Linked DNA regions of Mus musculus: region 1 is linked to region 2. A link is a contact called in public HiChIP or PLAC-seq data. All regions are on one chromosome and are shown on one strand. The core of a region is the stretch at or near the end of the contact, and the rest is flanking DNA. Distances in the headings are between cores, read along the strand shown. Region 1 overlaps Nbeal1 (neurobeachin like 1). Region 2 has its middle 16 kb from the start of Fam117b.

The links. HiChIP or PLAC-seq counts read pairs in DNA pulled down with a chosen protein or histone mark.
Region 1: an H3K27ac HiChIP or PLAC-seq map of T-cell acute lymphoblastic leukemia shows a contact between it and region 2, with 4 times the contacts expected there. The contact joins two enhancer-like sites. A contact is called at or near these places in 1 of 115 datasets of contacts at active chromatin or transcription factors (T-cell acute lymphoblastic leukemia) and 2 of 9 other capture datasets (liver and pancreatic islet).

What each region holds. Positions count from the first base shown.
Region 1 is chr1:60,233,722-60,240,787 of GRCm38.p6, reverse strand. Nbeal1 (neurobeachin like 1) reads right to left here. Exons shown (of 55, transcript NM_173444.2): 12 at 5,893-5,991; 13 at 5,227-5,807; 14 at 4,285-4,417; 15 at 3,572-3,691; 16 at 1,913-2,216. Among named protein-coding and RNA genes, the nearest start is that of Nbeal1, 57 kb to the right of the region's middle. Within about 2 kb of position 4,312, at least 18 of the 459 cell types and tissues checked have an H3K27ac peak or open chromatin away from gene starts, as enhancers often do. A contact at or near this core is called in T-cell acute lymphoblastic leukemia, where this site is marked.
Region 2 is chr1:59,893,837-59,900,820 of GRCm38.p6, reverse strand. No RefSeq gene overlaps it. Among named protein-coding and RNA genes, the nearest start is that of Fam117b, 16 kb to the left of the region's middle. Within about 2 kb of position 5,175, at least 77 of the 459 cell types and tissues checked have an H3K27ac peak or open chromatin away from gene starts, as enhancers often do. A contact at or near this core is called in T-cell acute lymphoblastic leukemia, where this site is marked.

The DNA of each region.
Region 1 (7,066 bases), core at 3,063-5,562, 340 kb before region 2:
TAAATTCAAGAAACCACACAGAGGTAAAGAACAATAATTTATAATAATGATATAATTATCATTTAAGAGTAAAATTGTAAGTAGAACTATTAGAATAAACTGTATACTATATAGCCACAAATGCTGCACTAAATGACTCATTTCTAACCACACACTTACTTGGCTTGGAAACCACACATTTGAATACTCAGTGAGTGTCAAAGAAATGATAATGTTCTAATTTAAACTCTGAAAAATCCAGATAGTTCTATTCATCTCAAAACTCCTATGCAGTCTGAACAGGGTGTCTTTATGAAAAACAGGCTCTCTGCAAAATTAATGTCCATGACTCTTAAATTTTTTAATTCAGAATATTCTGATAAAATACAGCTATAAAACAGAAATGTTAGGACTAATAGTAACTAATATATTATATTCAAAATCACAGTCAAAAGAAAATAACAAAACAAGAACATTTACAATACTATACCTATCTGTACTGCCTTCAAAATTTTTTTAGGTATATTAATAAATAAATCATAAGACTGACAAATTCTAGGGAAAGACTCAGAATTTTTGAATTACATAATTTCTTATGTAGGTAGGTTTATATGTGATTTCATCAACTCATTAGCATCTTTCTAAAGTACTTAAAGTGTTATGGAAGTGACTGACCTAAAGTTACACTAAAAATATACTTTCCAATGTGACTATTATAATTATAGTCTTTAAACAAAAAATTAAAAATAAATTATGTCTTAAGAATGGATCCTAATCAGACAGAGCCCCTCATAAGAAAAGGAAGAAACACTAAAAAGAGGTCTGTTCTTTTTCTCTATATGCGCAGTGAGAAAAAGTATGAAAGTTCATACTGAGCTTACAGTAAAAAAGGGGCTGCCTAAAGCAAAGAGAAGCCTCACTAGAAAATGATATTTATATTACCTTAATCTTGAACTTTTACCCTCCAGAAATGTTAAGAAAATAAACTTTGGGGCTGCTGAGATGGCTCAGTGGGTAAGAGCACCCGACTGCTCTTCCGAAGGTCCGGAGTTCAAATCCCAGGAACCACATGGTGGCTCACAACCATCTGTAACAAGATCTGACGCCCTCTTCTGGAGTGTCTGAAGACAGCTACAGTGTACTTACATATAATAAATAAATAAATCTTTTAAAAAAAAAAAAGAAAATAAACTTTGGTGATTAAAGACAGAGTCTAGAAGTTGATTATGGCAATCCTGGGAGACTAACACAGGCAGTAGTTTTGATACTTAAGAAATTTAAATATCAATACTTAAGAGATGGCTCAGCAATTAAGAGCACTGACTGTTCTTCCAGAAGTCCTGAGTTCAATTCCCAGAAACCATATAGAGGCTCATAACCCCCTGTAATGGGATCTGATGCCCTCTTGTGGTGTGTCTGAAGAGAGCGACAGTATATGCATATACGTTAAATATAAAACTTTTTTAAAAATTTAATGATCACTCAAAATGGGCCTGGAGAGATGGCCCAGTGGTTAAGAATGTGTATAGTACTCTTTGCAGATGATCTGGGTTCAGTTCCCAGCACCCAGATGAAACAGCTCTGAACTGTATGGGACCAGATACCCCCTCACCTGTCTATGTGTATACACATGGTGCTCATGAACTTACAAAGGTATACACAGCACACCCTTGTTTTAGGCATTCCTACAAAAAAAGTATATTATAAAACAGGCTTTTCTTTTCAGTTCCAATTAAAACAATCACAGGTCTGTAATATAGTTCAGTACTTAGATTACTTCCTTTATATGTGGTAGATTCCCAAAATGTGAGTGAATGAATGAATGAATGAATGAACAAAACACATTCTTCAAATCAAGTAACTCTTTAGGAAACATTCAGGTAAAAACGCGAAGAAAAAGACAATGCTAAATACTGTGGCTGTGCATGCTCACCTGCTAAATACAAAGCCTTGACCTGAGGAGGCTGCAGAGCTTCATGGAATATAATCACAGATCCTAGCTGGCCCTCCAGAGACGTGGGACAACCCCATTCACTATCTTGGGTTCCAGCTGAAATTAATTTGGTAAACAATTTCGATTTTTCAATTGTTCCTCCCCAGGAGGCTGATGACAATATTCCACCAAATGATGTCCGGTGAGGGGTAATGGGAGTAGAAAATGGTGGATCTGGGATTTGAGATGGTGGAGGAGTAGTGGTTCTTTGCCCAGCTGAACCAATACAACAGGAAGTAAATGGCTAAAGATTAAACAAAATGACAAAAAGAACTTAAAATCACACAATTTTAAAATAATTCTCTTCACATTTAAAAGTAAACAGCACAAATCTGGGCTAGGTGACACACAGGTAATAGTTCCAGGACTGGGGAGGGTCATGGCAAAACCGGCATGAGCTGCATCGTGAGGGCCTATCTCAAACACCACAAAGCAACAATGAAATTAAACACTATGGAGCTGTACATGTAGCTCCATGGTGAAATACTTGTCTAAGATGTGTGAAGCTTGGGTTTGATATCCAGCAATGTGAAAATAAATAAATGAACTTTAAAATAAAGTGAAAATAAGATGAAATAGTATATATAAAACTATGCAAATAAGCACATTAAAATAAAAGTGAAGCTAATTTTTCAACTAGATCATGACATATTTAGGCAAGTATATACCTAAGGCATGACTGTCAAAGTTACTTTTAGCAAAAGAATATATACATTACTTTTAAGAATATATACATATACTTTTAGTCATAAAAGAATATGTCTTTTTCGAATGAGTCCTTTTTTTTAATTGGTGAGGATTATTTTTTAAAAGTTAAAAGAGGTTTACTGTTATCTAAAATAGAGGTAATTACTTTCCCACACAAAATTTATCATTAGTATTATGTAACAGAATAATGTTAATTAAAGGCTACTTAAGAGATGAAGCAAGAAACTATCAGGTAAATCTTATTGACAAACACCCTAATTTGTCCTACTAGTCTTAGAAAAGACTGTCTTAAATTGGCCAGTCTCAAAATGCCTTCTTTACCTATGTGGAGAATAAAGCTTGAGATAACTTCATCACCAGTTCAAATTTAACAGATAGCAAAGTCTATTGTAGAATTTTCTTTTTTTGTTTTTTTTGTTTTTTTGTTTTTTCGAGACAGGGTTTCTCTGTGTAGCCCTGGCTGTCCTGGAAGTCACTTTGTAGACCAGGCTGGCCTGGAACTCAGAAATCCACCTGCCTCTGCCTCCAGAGTGCTGGGATTAAAGGCGTGCGCCACCACGCCCAGCAGTATTGTAGAATTTTCTTAACCATTTTATATACTTTAAAGAAGTCTGGGCGTTTTGTTTTGTATTTTATGATACTTTGGTCTTTGGCTTTGCTGAACCTACTTCTCCAAACCTTTCATTATATGTTTCTTTCTTGAATTGTTTTTTTTCCACATAACATCTGAAATTATCTAATGGCAGACTAAGAGAAATGAATACCAATTTTCTGTATCTTAACATACAACACAATTCAAAATATTAGGCAAAAAATGGAATATATTTCATAAATATTTTCGGGATTTTTTTCAGTCAATAGGCCTATAAAGAGTAAGGTACATGTACTCACCTCATTCATGGCAGGAAATCTGAGAGGGGCAGAAACCTTTTGTTGTCCATTGTCATAGATATAGACAAGACTCTGGCCAAAGGGCCTTTTTCCAGGCATGTGAACGATGGTTATGTTATGCTGACAATGAAAAGCATACATTAAAAGGACTAAAATCACACTGTGCCTTTGCAATGACATATGCTTAAAGAATATTACTTCATAACTTATATAAACAAAATATTAAGGACAGCTAAAAAACTGATTCAATGACATTCCCAAAACAAGTAACAATTTTAAGTACTACAAAAAAAAAACCAAGCCATTGCCAAAAGACTCACAAATATTATAGTCTTGTCTGCACTTTATAATGCTTTAAATATTCTTAAAATTATCTTTTTCAATGAGAAGCATTTTATGATTTTTAGATAAGCAACAGAGATAACTGGTTTAACAATCTCACTTTTCATTTTGAATTGAAATTCAAAAACCAGCCTAGGAAATCTTCAAAGATTCACAATATAAGTTTCAGCAAAAAATATTATTGTTACTTTAATGACAATGGTAAATACACTAACATCTTTATAGAGAGAACTTCACAACTTTCACAATTTTCATGTGGAAATGAAAACTGGCAAAGCTGATCAAAGTTCCTCATAAAGAGACATCCAACTGTTATACATCTTAAAGACAAAACAGAGCCGAGAGTCTGAGGTGGCATCCTCAAGTCTCACCCAGAGAGAATCACAGAAGCTGTGGTCAGGAAGCATAACTGTCGCGTACTCTCTCTTTGTGCACACTGCCACAACCAGCACACCTGAGTGGGTAATGAAAGCTTCAAAACCCATTCCACTTCCTGTAAAAAAGCTAACAAAATACATGTTCTCAGAACCTCCGAGATCAACTTGAAGCCCATCATTATTAACCATAAAGCAATCACAAATATCATTATCAACAATGTTGCTACTTAATTCAGCAGCCCAACCTTGTCATTTTTAAATCCATTTTGGGCATAAAGGTTAATAAATTATAAAAGGTAATACTGTAAATGGGATTCACTATCAAGCTAAAGCAGTGGTCCCCAACCTTGCTAATGCAGCAACCCTTTAATACAGTTCCTCATGTCTTGCTGACCCCCACCTATAAAATTATTTTTGCTGCTACTTTACAACTGTAATTTTGCTACTTCTGAATCATAACGTGAAAATCCATGTTTTCTGATGGTCTTAGGAACCTGTGAATTGGTCAAATAGATTTCCCTAAAGGGGTTGCAAACCACAGGTTGAGAACCACTGAACTAGAGCAAAACTAAATTTTCAAATATTTAAATTCTTCTGAACATTCAGAAAGTGTACATAAAAGTTTTTAAGACCATAAAGCATGTTAAAATCTATAACTCCTTCAATGGGGCAGAGTTTACTACTCCTTTCTTCTCCACTTTTATACTACTTCTATTTTTTTCCTACAGGCACTCAGTATATAGTCAGAAAAATATCTAAAATACAGAATATTTTGAAAGCAATGAAGCACCTCTAAACTATACAGCCACAAAATGAAAAATTTTCACATCAACTGTTATAAATTTTAAAACCTAGATGCTTACTTTTTCCTATTCATGAATCATAGCATATACTACATGACAATATTCATCTGTATTCCACAACTTATACCATTACCTATATAATTGTTTTCTTTTTCCTCCTTTGTTGGCACTCCCAAGGGTCAACGGATCCTGATCTAAGCAAAACCAAGCAGTGAAGGAAAATGCAGACCCAGGCCATCTCTGAATAGCAGGCACAGAAATTCCGGCCATGCTATGTGACAAATTAAAATACTGCAGTGCACTCTCAAAACTGAGTTTCCGTGCCATTGTCAGGACTGCACGAGTCACAGGAATGGTATATGGGTGAATACACTCTGATTCATCTACTCTCAGCAGTCGCAGAAGCCGACGGATTTCTTCTGAGCTCACAGACTGACTCCCCAATGAACCATGGATTGCAATCAAGTTCTCAGCACAAGTTCGATGTAGGGAAGAATGGGATTCAAGGGCTTCAATGATTTTTATTCCCATGTTTGCATTCACACAGGTAGTTCTGCTCTGCTTATTAATGCAACAAATTTTTTTCAGCCAATCAGAGACAAAGATTTGCAGGTCATGAGATTCTAGCTCCGGAAGCCACTGGATAAGAACCAAGAGAGGTTGGACATTACTAATGCCCAAAATGCCAACTGAAGTGTGATCACCCTCAACAGCCTGAAAAGTAACACAGAGGAGACGGTAGTTATTATTCCTAAAGTGGAGAGAGTAGAACTTCTCATCAGAAAGGTTAAAAACTCACCATGTTCATAAGTTCTTTAAGCAATTCTTGTGGTGGCTGGCCCAAAGATTTTAATACCTCAAACATGTGCATATAGCCAATTCTTTCTTTAAATACTTCCTAGAGAGTAAAACAATATATTAAAGCACATTTTCAATGACTAAATTTGTTGAAATATTAAATGTTGAATACTTATTTAAACTAACATAAGATACATAAATTATGAAATGAGTTTTGTTCTCTTTATTATCTATGTCTATCTATATTCATCCTTCTCTCTCTTTTGTAACAGGGGCTTTCTATGCTATCTATGCTATCTAAGCTGACCTTAAAATTGTAAACCTTCTATCTGTCTCATGTATCTCAGGAACTGGGATAATAGACATGCCCTTGAACCTGAAAATGTCCATCTTAAAACAGATTCTATGTTCTTCTATAATAATAATAATAATAATAATGATACAAAAGTCCATCAAAGAAAGTGAAATTAGAAACAACTGGTTTATAGAACTGTTTTCTTCAGACTAAGCTATATGACACTTCCTTTACCTTCATCTTCTCTGTCTGTCTGTCATCCTGTCCTGTTCTACCCTCTCCTCCCCAGCACCTATAAGACAGGGTCTATTATTACATAGAAGTATGACTCAAATAAAAAAAAAAAAAAGAAGCTAGATTAAATTTCTGATTCCTGTGGTGGCCTAGAACTGGAGAGTTAAATAAAGAAGGTTTGAGTGTTCAGGGCCACCCTGAGCTATATTCTGAGACCCAAGTTAAACAACAAGAACTAGGGGCATAGCTCAATGGCTCTACATTAGGTTTACAACAATGCTCACACCAGTCAGAATGGCTAAGATAAAAAATTAAGGTGACAGCTGGCGAGGATGTGGTGAAAGAGGAACACTCCTCCATTGCTAGTAGGATTGCAAGCTTGTGCAACCACTCTGGAAATCAGTCTGGCGGTTTCTCAGAAAATTGGACACAGTACTACCGGAGGATCCTGCAATACCTCTCCTGGGCATATATCCAGAAGATACTCCAACTGGTAATAAGGACACCTGTTCCACTATGTTCATAGCAGCCTTATTTATAATAGCCAGAAGCTGGAAAGAACCCGGATGTCCCTCAACAGAGGAATGGATACAGAAAATGTGGTACATTTACACAATGGAGTACTACTCAGCTATTAAAAACAATG
Region 2 (6,984 bases), core at 3,926-6,425:
GATTTGCCTCCTGGGGGCGTTTACTTTTGGAATCATCAACTAGGCTCCCTCTGCTTCTCCTAGGACCTTCACCTAGGACTGCCACATGACTTTTCTTTTCTCTGTCTCTGTCTCTGTCTCTGTCTCTGTCTTTCTCTGTCTCTGTCTCTGTCTCTCTCTCTTTCTCTGGTGTTGACTTTGACTACAATGTTCCTGCCCAGAGTTCTTAGAACCAAGTGCAGGAGCTAGCTTCAACCCCTCAAGCCCAAGGTAGACTAAAATTGATGGGAATATTTTTCTGGAAAAAAAATTCCTTGAGTTAAAATTATGGCTCCCAGGGGTATACATGTTAAAACCTGATAGGTTCCATTGCAATTTTGGACGTGTCCAAAGAACAGTTCCAGTGTGGTTAAAAGAAACCAAGAAAACACTATCTATCAGCTTACATGGCAGCACAGTTTGATGAAGTACTTTCTTTTTTTCTTTTCTTTCTTTCATTTTTGTTTTGTTTTCTTTTGTTTTCTGAAACAGTGTTCCTCTGTAGCCCTGACTGTCCTGAAACTCTGTAGACCAGGCTACCCTGGAACCCACACGATCTTCCTGCATCTGCCTCCCTAGTGCTGGGATTAAAAACCATGTGCCGCCACACCCTGGCTATGAAGTGCTTTCTTATGGCATTAATGTTTCAAGAGACAAAATCAACTGAAATAAACTCTGCTTTTCCATGTATCCCATTTGACTTTGAAATCAGTGTTAACATCACTTACCTGAAAGATTAAATTCTTTATCTTTCTAGAAAACATTAGATTATCATTCAAAAAACAGACCTTTCATTGGTAGTGTGGTAAAGGCAAAGAAAAAAGCAAAAAAAGGAAAGCTCCTGAGAAGTGCTTTGTTTTAGTTATCTGCAGGAACCTAAGGAACTAACTAAAAGGAAGGTCCCGAAACCACATGACCTTTGGCAACTGATAGCTGAGTTTATGACTGAAGTGTTGCAGGGCTCTGTCCTCAGGGTGATGATTGCCCTGGAGGTTATGAGAGAGAAGCAGACAGAAAGCTTGAGGAGACATAGCTTGGAGAGCAGCTGACTTACCGCCAGGCCATAGGTGACCTATCCAATATCACCCAACTAGGAAGTAGGTTTTTTCCTTTTTAAAAGTTGCTGTTCATCTGACCCCCAAAAGGTTGCTAAATTCCACACTACACAGCAGACAGTAAGAAACTCTTTATAAACTCCAGAGAGGCCAGGCCTCAGCCAGAAATAGACATTTTGCTTCCAAAATGATTAGGAGGAAGTCTTTAAGTTTTCTGTCTCTATGGTGACAACTTGATGGGGAGAGTTGAGGACTAGTCTGTGAAATATGCCTTGCCCTTTCAAATTCTGTAAAAGCCACTCACAGAGAGCTCCCTGACACCAATCACTGCTGTGCTGAGCCGCAGCAATCATTTTACCATTGCCAAATGGGAGCTGGGAAGCACAACCAAGAAAGCACATGCAAGCCACAATGCACTAATTCATTCCTCCTGATCCTTCCAGCCTGTAGGTACAGAGGGATTTTGCTACTCAGTTAACTGCCGTGTGTTGCACATGTGCAATTCAACAGCATTGCGCTTCTATAATGTACTCTGTTCTTTACACTGCCGATAAGTGTGTGTGAGTGAAGGCTGTTCAGAGCTCTACGATCACTGCATTCACTAATGATTAGAACTATTTGTTTTTTCAGACAGACTTTTAGGATGTTGCCCTAGCTTGCTTGGAACCAGCTATATTGACCAAGCTGGCTTTTGACCTTGCAGTAATTTTTCTACCTCTGCTGTGATGTACAGTATATGCTACCATGCTTACCTAGGTCCTGTACTGTCTTCCTGTGTGTGTGTGTGTGTGTGTGTGTGTGTGTGTGTGTGTGTGGTTGGGTGGGTGTGTAGTGTGTTGTATAGGTATGCCAGGGCATGTGTGTAGAGGGAACAGAACAACTTGTGGGAATTAGTATTTTCCTTCTACCATACAGGTCCTGGGATTCAGACTTAGATTGTCAAGTTTGGTGGGAGGTGCCTTTACCAGCTGAGCCATCTTGTGGGGGCCCTGTCCTTTATATCCCCTGTCTTAATATCACTTAATCAGAACACAGAATTAATTCAACCGGCAGAGTACCAGATCACTGCTTCCTGTGACGTATGGTAAGTATACATACCTTAGCCCTGTCTCTGCTGTTCATTGTCAGTTGAGGAAATGACCTGAGCTATGGTACTCAGTGGGGTGACTTAGGTCCCTGGCACAAGAATAAAAAAGATTGTGTGCAGCATTCAGGAGCCTGAGGCAGGAGGACTGCTTTGAGTTTGAGGTCAGCCTGAAAAACAAAAACTTATTCCATTTGAGGATAAGTTTGGCTATACAATGAGACCCTATCTTGGGGGTGGGGGGGATGAACAAACTATAGTTGGTCCCCCCTTTATCACTCCTCCCTTTTTACTGGAAACAAAGGCCTAATCAAGATTGTGTATTTAGAAAACTAAGGTTTTGTTTGATTCAGCCCCTAAGTAGCTATAATTGCTAAGGGCATAATGGCTTCTTTTTGCAACTCTCTAGGGAGAAGATTATCACTGGAGTAGCAGTCCTCTGGCCTATAATACTCCTATCCTACTAGTGGGTGTGTATGTGTGTGTATGTGTGTGTGTGTGTGTGTGTGTGTGGTGTATGTGTGGTGTGTGTGGTATGTGTGTGTGTGGTGTGTGTGGTGTGTGTGTGTGTGTGTGTGTGTGTGGTGTGGTGTGTGTGTGTGTGTGTGTGTGTGTGTGTGGCGTGATGTATATAATACTATAATACTCCTATCATACTAGTGTGTGTGTGTGTGTGTGTGTGTGTGGTGTGTGGTGTGTGTGTGTGTGTGTGTGTGTGTGGTGTGTGGTGTGTGGTATATGTGTGTGTGTGTATGTGTGTGTGTGTGGTGTGTGTGGTGTGTGTGGTGTGTGTGTGTGTGTGTGTGGTGTGTGGTGTGATGTATATGTTTGGGATATGTTGGTTTTGGTGATTGTCTCACATAGTATAGGCTGCTCTTAAAGTCACTATGTAGTTGAGAATGGCCCTGAACTCCCGGCCCTCTTGTGCCTACCTCCTAACTGCTGAAATCACAGGTGTGCACCACCACACCTGGCTCCCTTCTTACTCTGGCAGTAATAAAAGTCTGCTGCCAGGACTTCAGCCTCTAAAGCCCAGGATGATGCTAGCAGTTCCGTTGGTAGTTAACCTTTATTGAACTCTTGGCTGAGTACCACCCACACCACCCACACTCCCCACATCGTCCCATATCTTCCCATCACAGAAACCCTATTCAGTTGCTGCTTTTACCATTTTTTATGGATGAGAAAAAGGGAAAGTCAATTTTTAACTGGATTGTCCTGAGTGTATAGAAAACACCAGAAATTGTCAGAAACACCTGGTTCTAGAGATCATTCTCTCAACTTCTGTTTTCCACTCTTGCCCTTTTGATGTCAGCAGGGGAGCTTGGCACAGTAACTAAGTGACTTGGAGCTGCGGAGCCTGGGTTCAATGCCATTGTCTTGCTTACTACATAATCTGGAGCCAGTCACACAGCTTCTCCCAGGGTTCCACTGAGGTCTAGCTCTTTAATTCATGGGACAAGCTTAAGCTTGTCACATAGTAAGCACTCGTGTATGTTGGCTTCTCTGGCTCTGGGCCTCATGAAGCCTTGCTCACTGGTCCATCTCTGCACCATCTCCACAGCTGCAGTTCTAACCTGGGCTCTGCTACTGATCTTCCCTTGGGAGTTTCCATACAGCAGGCAGGTGGCATACCCACAGATAAACTCATATGTCCTCCAAGCTCAGGAACCCCCTACACACACACACACACACACACACACACACACACACTCTCACCCATCATGACTACATGCCTTAGCATGCTGCTCAGGTGTGCCTTATAGATTTCATGGGGTAGCTTCATTGTTTCTTTCTATTCATGACTCTTTTCATATTTAATTTACCGTGTACTCTTTAGTGTCTGCCATTTGTCTTTCTAGACTATGGCACAACAGGGCTTTCTTTAATCATTTCAACTTTTAAAAATGCCTTTAATGGGTGGTGGTGGCCCACCCCTTTAATCCCAGCAGAGACAGAGAGATATCTGAGTTTAAGACCAGCCCAGTCTACAAAGCAAGTTCCAGGGCAGCCAGGGCTATATAGAGAAACCTTGCCTCACACAAAACTAACAAACAAAAGAATGGTAATAATAATAATAAAATAATAATAAATGTCCTTGGTTCCTTACATTTATATATTCAAATAAATCTGCAGGAGCTATTCTTGCAACACATCCTCTTTGATGGACTCCACCCAAGATCTGATCATGCCACTTAGCACCTGCACACATCTGCAAAGTCTCTTTATTTCCTTATTGTGTGTGTGTTTGTATGTTATTTAGTATCTCTCTGTGTTCTCTCTAGACCTTAGTCTTTTCGTACTCAAGGTCAGAGATCCTGACTTCTCTTCCTCTTCTACCTTATCTTCATGCTTAAAACAAGTGCTTCACAGTGCTGATGAGTGACTGATAGTGTGAGCAGCCTATGGAGAATCAGAAAGCCTGTTTTGGGTAAAGTAATCCAAGGCTGTGTCCATTGAGTGGTTTGAATATGCCTGGCCCAGGGAGTGGCACTATTAGGAGGTACCTTGTTGGAGTAGGTTTGGCCTTGTTGGAGGAAGTATGTCACTGTGGGCATGGGCAATGAGACCATCCTCCTAACCAGGAAGAAGCCAGTCTTTTAGCTGCCCTTGGAACAAGAGGTAGAACTCTCAGCTCCTCCAACATCATGCCTGCCTAGATGCTGCCATGCTTCCTGCCATAATCATAATAGAGTGAACCTCTGAACCTTGGAAACTAGCCCCAATTAAATGTTGTCCTTTATAAGAGTTGCTGTGGTCATGGTGTCTGTTTACAGCAGTAAAACCCTAACTAAGACAATCCATGTTCCTTTAAGTTCAGGTCACAGGTAATTCTACAGCCTGCAGCTTTGCACATAAGGGCAATTTTCAAAACCAGGCAGGTTTTGTCTCTGCCTCTGCCAAACAGGGCATCCTTTCAGGGGGAGCCAGAAAGCTGATCTCTTGACTCTCCTCCACTCCTGGGTGTGTAGGCATGAAGAATGGGAAGTGGCAAAGGGCAAGCTGCCAAGAGACGTCTAGAGGACTCTGCAGAGACAGTGCAAATTTAGTAACCCCACTGAGCAGAGATTCGAGAGGTCTTAAGTGACTCGTGGCCTGTGCCTGAGCTGAGTTAGCACCTGGCAGCTTTCCCTTTCCCGGGCATCTCCCCTTCCTGAGCTCAGGATCCTGTGACCCTTCTCCCAATTCTATGAGAAGCAAAGGAAGATCAGACCTGGGTGGATGGTATGAGGGAGGTGGCCTGGGATCTTCAAAAGAACACCTGAAAAGGGGCCCGAAGGAGCTGAGTCACACCACCTTGGGCCATTCTGCAGTTCCTTTTGGGTAGCATGACAAATGGAAAACAATAATTAACCATTGTGCAAATTACTTCTTGGGTATATGGCAGATGGAAAACAACCATTGAAACCATTGAAATGAGAGCCAAATCATTCCACTTATATCAAACAACAGAAAGGGACATCACACAAATACCAAAAGGATGAATTAATTCTGCAGGGCAGGAGGGTGTCACTTTGACTTTAAAAGGGTAAAATTTTATATCCTTTCCAGTTCTCAGGGTGCAATCATAGGATTTCAGAGGCAAAGCCATTTTGGAGTTCACATAGAGCAAGTACTGTATTTTACAAGAAGGCCAGTGAGCTAGCAGCTCACTCAGTGCGAGAGATGCTCACCAGCAAGTCCGAGGCCCTGTGTTTGGGCCCTGGGACCCACACAACAGAAAAGGAGGCCCTGAAATGTCAGTGTGTCTACTGAGCAGAAAAGGGCCTTTAACCTGGGTTAGGGGTCTCACCCAGCTCAACCAGGGTTAGAGGTCACAGGCAAAGTGCCCTAGTTCAATGCCCAGTAAATAAAATAAAACAAATATTAGAGGATGTGTGTGCCCAAGCAAGGTACTCAGAAGGAGGGAACCATCAGAGGGAGAGGAAAAGAACATAGTAGAATAGAAATTGGAAACTGCCTTCTTAAGGCCTTGGGGCATTTAAAGCAGATGAGACATTATCGGGTCATGGATTCTTCCATCTGTTTGAAAAACTATTTAACAAATGTGAGCCTTGGTTTCTCCATTGCCAAAAGGAAGCTACTGTAGACTCAATAACTGCTCATGTCTTTTTCATCCCTAATCAATGAGGACAATATTAGAGTCACATTCAAGCCTTACAACCTGAAGAGAATTGAACCCCAAATTAGTAACAGGTGTATATTAACTGATCCACAAGGAGGTAGCTGGTTATGAAGTCATTCAAACCAATATCAATTAGCTGCCTGCACTCCGCCAAACCCAGGGTTCTAAAGACAAAAAGAAAGATGTGGCTCAAGTGCTGTAGGCGCTGTCAGCTGAGAGACCTCTGAGAGGTTTTCTGTAACCAAGATAATGCCTTATCTCAGTGTTTTGCAGGTCTGACCAAAGAGCAAGTGAAAGCCATCTGTTCAAAAGGGTTTTGCTAAGACAAGCTTAGGTGGCAACACCCTGGTTTCAATACCCTTACTTCCCAACCGTAAGTAGTGGGCTGAGGGGCCATTCTAGAAGCTTGCCTGACAGCATTCCAACTTCATGCTTCCTGGTAAAGGTCAGACGAGGCAAGGTCCATGTAATCAAGAGGATATTCTTATTTGTTACCTCAAGTTTGGCCTTGGATCGGAGCAAACTGCTAGGACCCTGGAATTCGTGAACGTTTTTCTGCTGTAAAAAGCAAAGACCTCCATGGAAGTGTCAGTCTGGGACACTGAAGGCACAAGGCTGGCCTGTGGGTCATAATGATTTGCTATGTACAGAGGATGGGAAAGAGACGTCGGACAAAGTACTAGTATGGGAAAACCTTTAAT